Regions from separate parts of the Sus scrofa genome. Here region 2 is linked to region 1. The links are chromatin contacts, called in public Hi-C maps. All regions are on one chromosome and are shown on one strand. The core of a region is the stretch at or near the end of the contact, and the rest is flanking DNA. Distances in the headings are between cores, read along the strand shown.

Region 1 (2,700 bases), core at 145-2,644:
AGGACTAAAATATAACTTTGCTAGCAAATATTTGCCCCATCCATGGGCTTTATCCAAAGCAGGGTCTCTAAGAAGACACTTTCAATGCCACTTTCTGCCTGTCGGCAAAGGTCAAAGATTGGCCACTGGATTTTGACAGGACTTTCCCGCTGTCTTCTAGTCATAAGAGAGGCCTGCCCTTCCCTCAGCTACAGATGCTCCTGATCAGAAAAAGCATATACTTATATATTCCTTGTGCTCCAGTAGCATATAATTTAAGATGAACAACATGGCACGTACACAGAGAGATTTGTAGAAAATCCCCAAAGAGCCAGCATTAGTGGCAGGATGAAGACGTGGGCTTTGGTCCAGGAGGGAGAGGAAAAGGAATTGTGTGAGTCACAGAGGCTGCTAGATATTTAAGTACAAGATCAAAATCCCCACCTTGTATGCAGTTCGGTCGAGTTTATGTAGAGAAAATGACCAAACTGGAGTTTTAGTCCTTTTGAGGGCCAAATACAATGACCTGGCTGGTTTGGCAAGTAAAGATAACAACAGTGAAGGTGACTGATCACAAAATAACACAGCATTAGTTAAAGAAAGTCTTTATGGAGAAGACAGCTTTGGCAGTGTCATTCATCACAGTAGGGAGGGAGTGGTCCAGTCCGCTGAGGGAGCTAATCCAGGTGTGTGGGGTAGAGAGAAATCAAGTGGTATATTATTAACTTGGTGCCTTGTAGGTGTTCCGGCTTTGCATGGGTAAACTCAAGGAAGGATCAGAATCTGCTATGCTCTGCAGCCCAGGGCTGTTCAGCCCACCTGGTGGTGAGCCCCTGGGCTGCTCATCTGATAGGATTCAGATGCTGAGAAAGGAGGCACCAGGCCCAGGTGTCATCTCTGCTGGAGACCAGTTTCCACCTAGCTTTGTGCCCTTGCATATGCCACTCGAAGGCCTTAGTTTCCATTTCCTTATTTGTAAAATAAATGAGTTGGACTGAATGTTCTCCAGGATCCACTCTAATTTTCCAATTCTGTGAATCAGCTGTACTTTTGAAAATGTATACTTCTTACAGTTGGGAAAACTGCAATGGTAAAGTCCTAAAAAGACAGAGGATCTCTTAGGGTTTTTTCGGCTTCTTTTTGTTGTTTCCAATTTGTTCTGCTTCTGTGAGTTTGGAGGGGAAAACTTTGCAAACTAGTACTTGGGGGAGAAAAGAGAAAGAAGACATCTGCTTAAGGCGAAGGGGTAGGGGCAGGTCCCCTGCATAGATAGCACTACTTCAGGCCCTTAGGGGGTTGGGGGTGGGGGCACCGGGAGGCAGCCCAGATGTTCCTACAGTCCTCCCAGGAGAGGGGGCTCAGCCCTAGGCTGCATTACAGTACACCCTCTCTCAACACTGCCCTCTGGGGGCCTCCGGGCTGCATCAGGCCAGATGTGTCCTCTCTCACTACCGCTTCCGGTTTATCTCAGTTCTCAGGGCTGTCTGCTTTTTGCCCTTCATACCCAGAAAACCTTATTTTTTTTTCATGATTATCAAAGTGCCACACACCACTTCAGAATAATAGGAAGGTACCGGAAAATGTTCAGAAGCATGAAAACAAAATCAGCTATAATCCTGTCACCCAGAGCTCTTTGCATTTCAGAGGATTTTCTTCTAATGTATTTTTCTCCCTCTTAACACAAGCGCACACATTTTGTAGCCTGTTTTTTTGTTTGGTTTTGTTTTGTTTTTTTCTACTCAACCACATGGTGTGTTTCTGTGTCATTAAATATACCTGGGCCCACTTTGTCTCCCACTGCTTCCCAGGGCTGACCCTCTGCTCTTGGTGGTCCTGACCAAGTCAGGGCACTCCAGCCTTCACCCTTTCACCCATGCTGTTTACCTGCCTGAAGTGCAGCTACTCTCCATTCATTTTCAGTCCCATGGTTCTTTAGGGTGCATGTCCTCCATGAAGCCTTCCAGGACACCCTGGAGGGCTCTCCTGATTGTCCCTCCATCCTTGATACCTTCCCCAGGCTCTGGACTCTGCCTCTGGTCCTTTACGTGGGCGACTCTGGACAGTTAAGTCCCTCTTTATGTTGATGTGCCTCAGGCACTGGTGTGATGGGAAATATCTAATCATATGTATATATATGATTTATCATACATTTTATTAATGTCAAGGATACATATTATGCAATTTAAAAATAATATAAAACATCCAATACCCTTTATTGTAAACTCTGTGTAGATAATTGATTGTCACAGAATGGTCTTGCTGATTTTCGATGAACTTTTGTATCGCTAGCCAACCCATGGTTGCAAATGATGAATATGGATAGTTCTAATATGAATGTTAATTGATATTTTCATTTACATGGAGTAAGAAAAAACTGAAAAAATTGAAGATCTGTTTGGGAACCTCAGTCATTTAACAATGACATACACCACTTCTTTGGTGTGTCAGATTATTGTTGTAGAATCCTGGAAGAGGAGTTCCCATTGTGGTTCAGCAGGTTACAAACCCAGCTAGTATCCATGAGGATGTGGGTTCAATCTCTGGTCTTGTTTCGTGGGTTAAGGATCCAGCATTACTGCAAGCTGTGGTGTAGGTTGCAGGTGCAGCTCAGATCCCGAATTGCTGTGGCTGTGGTATAGGCCAGTAGCTGCAGCTCTGATCTGACCCCTAGCCTGGGAACTTCCATATGCTGCAGGTACTGTCCTGAAAAGGGGGAAAAAA
Region 2 (2,700 bases), core at 60-2,559, 160 kb after region 1:
GCTCTTGCTTTCAGAATCTAAAGGCTTTGTCATGTTCTTCAAGTCCAAACCCTGGTAGCAGACAAGAAGGCCTAAGGCTTATTATGCGTAGCTAAGAAATCTCTGTCTCTTTCTCTCTCTCTCTCTCTCTCTCTCACTCTCTCCCTCACACACACATCTACACACACACACACACACAAGAAAAAAAAACTCGGGACTTTGAATTTGGACTGGAGTGTCACAGGATGAGATAAATGACTGGAGTCACTTAGTTAATCAATGGCTGCAAAGACCTGTGAGCTATTCCTGCTACTAAATTCTTTGAGGATAGTTGTTTCTGCATCCTCCCACTTTGGTTACTTCAGTTTCCTTTCCAGTCATCTTGTGAGCTTATCTTCCTGTACCTTCTCTTTCTGCCTCAACCAACTAGTTTTTTTCTGTTGTTTGCTAATGAAACATCTTAATGTGACACCATATGACACAATATTTAGGGGTCACAGGCCACCAAGCTTTCTTAGAGTAAGCGATGTCAGTAACAACAGTCAAACTGGCTTCACTCCACAGCTGGACTTAGAGTGTCAAGCAGACAAGACTATCCTCATTCCTGCTTGTGTTCAGAACCACAGCAGAGATTATCTGACAAAGCAGAATTGAACCCTACTCCACTACCCCATTTTGATTTCTTTTTCAAGCCTGAAATAGGAATGAGATTCTGCCCAAGAAACTTCTCAGAATCAGAAAGAATTATATTGATACAGCCATTAATTCCCTCCAGCCACCCTAAACAGGGAAGAGAGACTGAACTCATTAGGTAAAATTGTTCATACTTTCCTGTATTTTCCGTTACCTTTTTAAATTTTAAAGTAATTTAAAATTATGAGGTATTTCATTATATAGAAAATAATATAATAAAATCTATGTACCAATGTACTATACATGATTAGGTTCAGAAGTTTGTAACCAAAAAATGAAAAATAGTGGCTCAGTGAAAACAAACCCAACTAGTATCCATGAGGACACAGTTCAATCCCTGGCCTTGCTCAGTGGGTTAAGGACCCAGTGTTGCTGTGACCTGTGGTGTAGGTCGTGGCCATGGCTTGGCTCTGGCATTGCTGTGGCTATAGCAAAGGCCAACAGCTGCAGCTCCAATTCAACCCCTAGCCTGGGAACTTCCATATACCATGGGTGTGGCCCTAGAAAGACAAAAAAAAAAAAAAAAAAAAAAAAAAAATTAACTTTTCTGCTGTAAGAAGTTTGGAGGCAGACAGTCCAAAGCTGATATGGTATCTTAGGCCTGCAAAGATCAGATTTCTCTCTTGCTTCTCCTCTACCCTTAGCACTACCTTAAGTCATTTTGAACCTCATGATCTGAAGACTGCTTCCATTGTCATCTTTTCTATTCCAAGCCAAAAGAAGACAGAAAAAGGTCTTCTCCGTACACAGAACCTTGTAATTTTTGTTGAATTAAGAAGCCCTTCTCTGGGACGTTTACCCTTCTCTCTTTGGCCAGAACAATGTCATATGGCCATTCCAGGCTATAAGAAACTTTGGAAAGGTAACATTACCAATCTTATCAAAATTGAGGTTTCATTAATAAGAAAGAAAAAGAGAATGGACTTTGGGTAAGTGATCCATCAATGTCTGCTTCTGCCTACTGCCAGAATTTAACCCGTGTTGGAATTTTATAAATTTGCTTCATATTTTTTGTTTTCTTTTAAAGATATGAACATTACAAATAAAGCTAAAGACCCATCTCCATCTCTTTTTTTTCTCTTCCATCTCACAGTTAACAACCATTAGCCTTAAGCTGATGTGTATAACTCCCAGAGAGATTTCTATACTTTTACCACTTATAAAGAGGTTTGGTTTATGATAACAGCTAGGTAATTCAAGCCCTTTCTCATCAATGTAAATGCTATCTAAAATATATATGTATATAAAACATATTTTTAAATTTAGTAAAAATGTTACAGTAGTGAAAAGATTGTAAGGAACTAACAGACTGAAATTTAAGGAAAAGGAGGAACTGGGGAGTTCAGTTGAACACAAGCTGCCCTCAGCATGAGGTGACACTTACTGGAGCTCTGGTGCTGGGTTCAGGGTGGATTTACTTCCGGTTTATTTTTCTCTGAGGGTGTCATCTTTTGAAAGCAGCCTGATAAGGAAGGGGGGTTTCTGTTAGATTCCTAGGCTCAGGGTGAGCCCAGGGTCATCGCTTCTTTTTTCTCCCTCCATGAAGCTGCCAAACTGAAGTCCAAGTTTGCCTAGATCAACCAAAACCCTCAGGGCAAAAGTGGTTTCAAGGCTCAGGTGTTCTTTTTGCACAGATGGGATATCTATCACGAAGGCAAGGATGAATTAACACTAGAAGAGCTACTAATATTTGCAGTGTCTTAGGCAACTAAACTTGTGATATCCTTCTTTCTACCTTCTTTGAAATTTACTGTTTTCTTGGTGTCATTTCTTTAATTTCTAATTCATCGATTTTTTTCTTTATGATGTAGTTAAATCATGAATTTCTTCTCTATAAGTACTGCTTATCTATATCCCCAAACCTTTGATATACAGTATTTTATTGTGATTTTTTTTCTAAAACACTTCTAGTTTCTTTGACCTACAAATTCCATATAAATGTATATATATGTTTAGAAACATATATAGGAATGATAGAGTATATTCACAGAAGTGAATAGTTATAAAAGGATAGCTGTATAAATGTTC

The links. Hi-C and Micro-C count contacts between places; a contact is called where the count stands out from the background.
Region 2: a Hi-C map of fetal liver shows a contact between it and region 1, with 1.7 times the contacts expected there. The contact joins two enhancer-like sites. A contact is called at or near these places in 1 of 47 Hi-C or Micro-C datasets (fetal liver) and 1 of 2 datasets of contacts at active chromatin or transcription factors (skeletal muscle).

The regions. Positions count from the first base shown.
Region 1 is chr1:113,557,802-113,560,501 of Sscrofa11.1, forward strand. The region is part of intron 1 of LIPC (lipase, hepatic); the gene reads right to left. All of the region lies in intron 3 of LOC102158936 (a long non-coding RNA gene), which reads left to right. Among named protein-coding and RNA genes, the nearest start is that of LIPC, 25 kb to the right of the region's middle. Within about 2 kb of position 1,395, at least 19 of the 83 cell types and tissues checked have an H3K27ac peak or open chromatin away from gene starts, as enhancers often do. A contact at or near this core is called in fetal liver, where this site is marked.
Region 2 is chr1:113,716,987-113,719,686 of Sscrofa11.1, forward strand. The region is part of intron 10 of LOC102158936 (a long non-coding RNA gene); the gene reads left to right. Among named protein-coding and RNA genes, the nearest start is that of AQP9, 130 kb to the right of the region's middle. Within about 2 kb of position 1,310, at least 1 of the 83 cell types and tissues checked has an H3K27ac peak or open chromatin away from gene starts, as enhancers often do. A contact at or near this core is called in fetal liver, where this site is marked.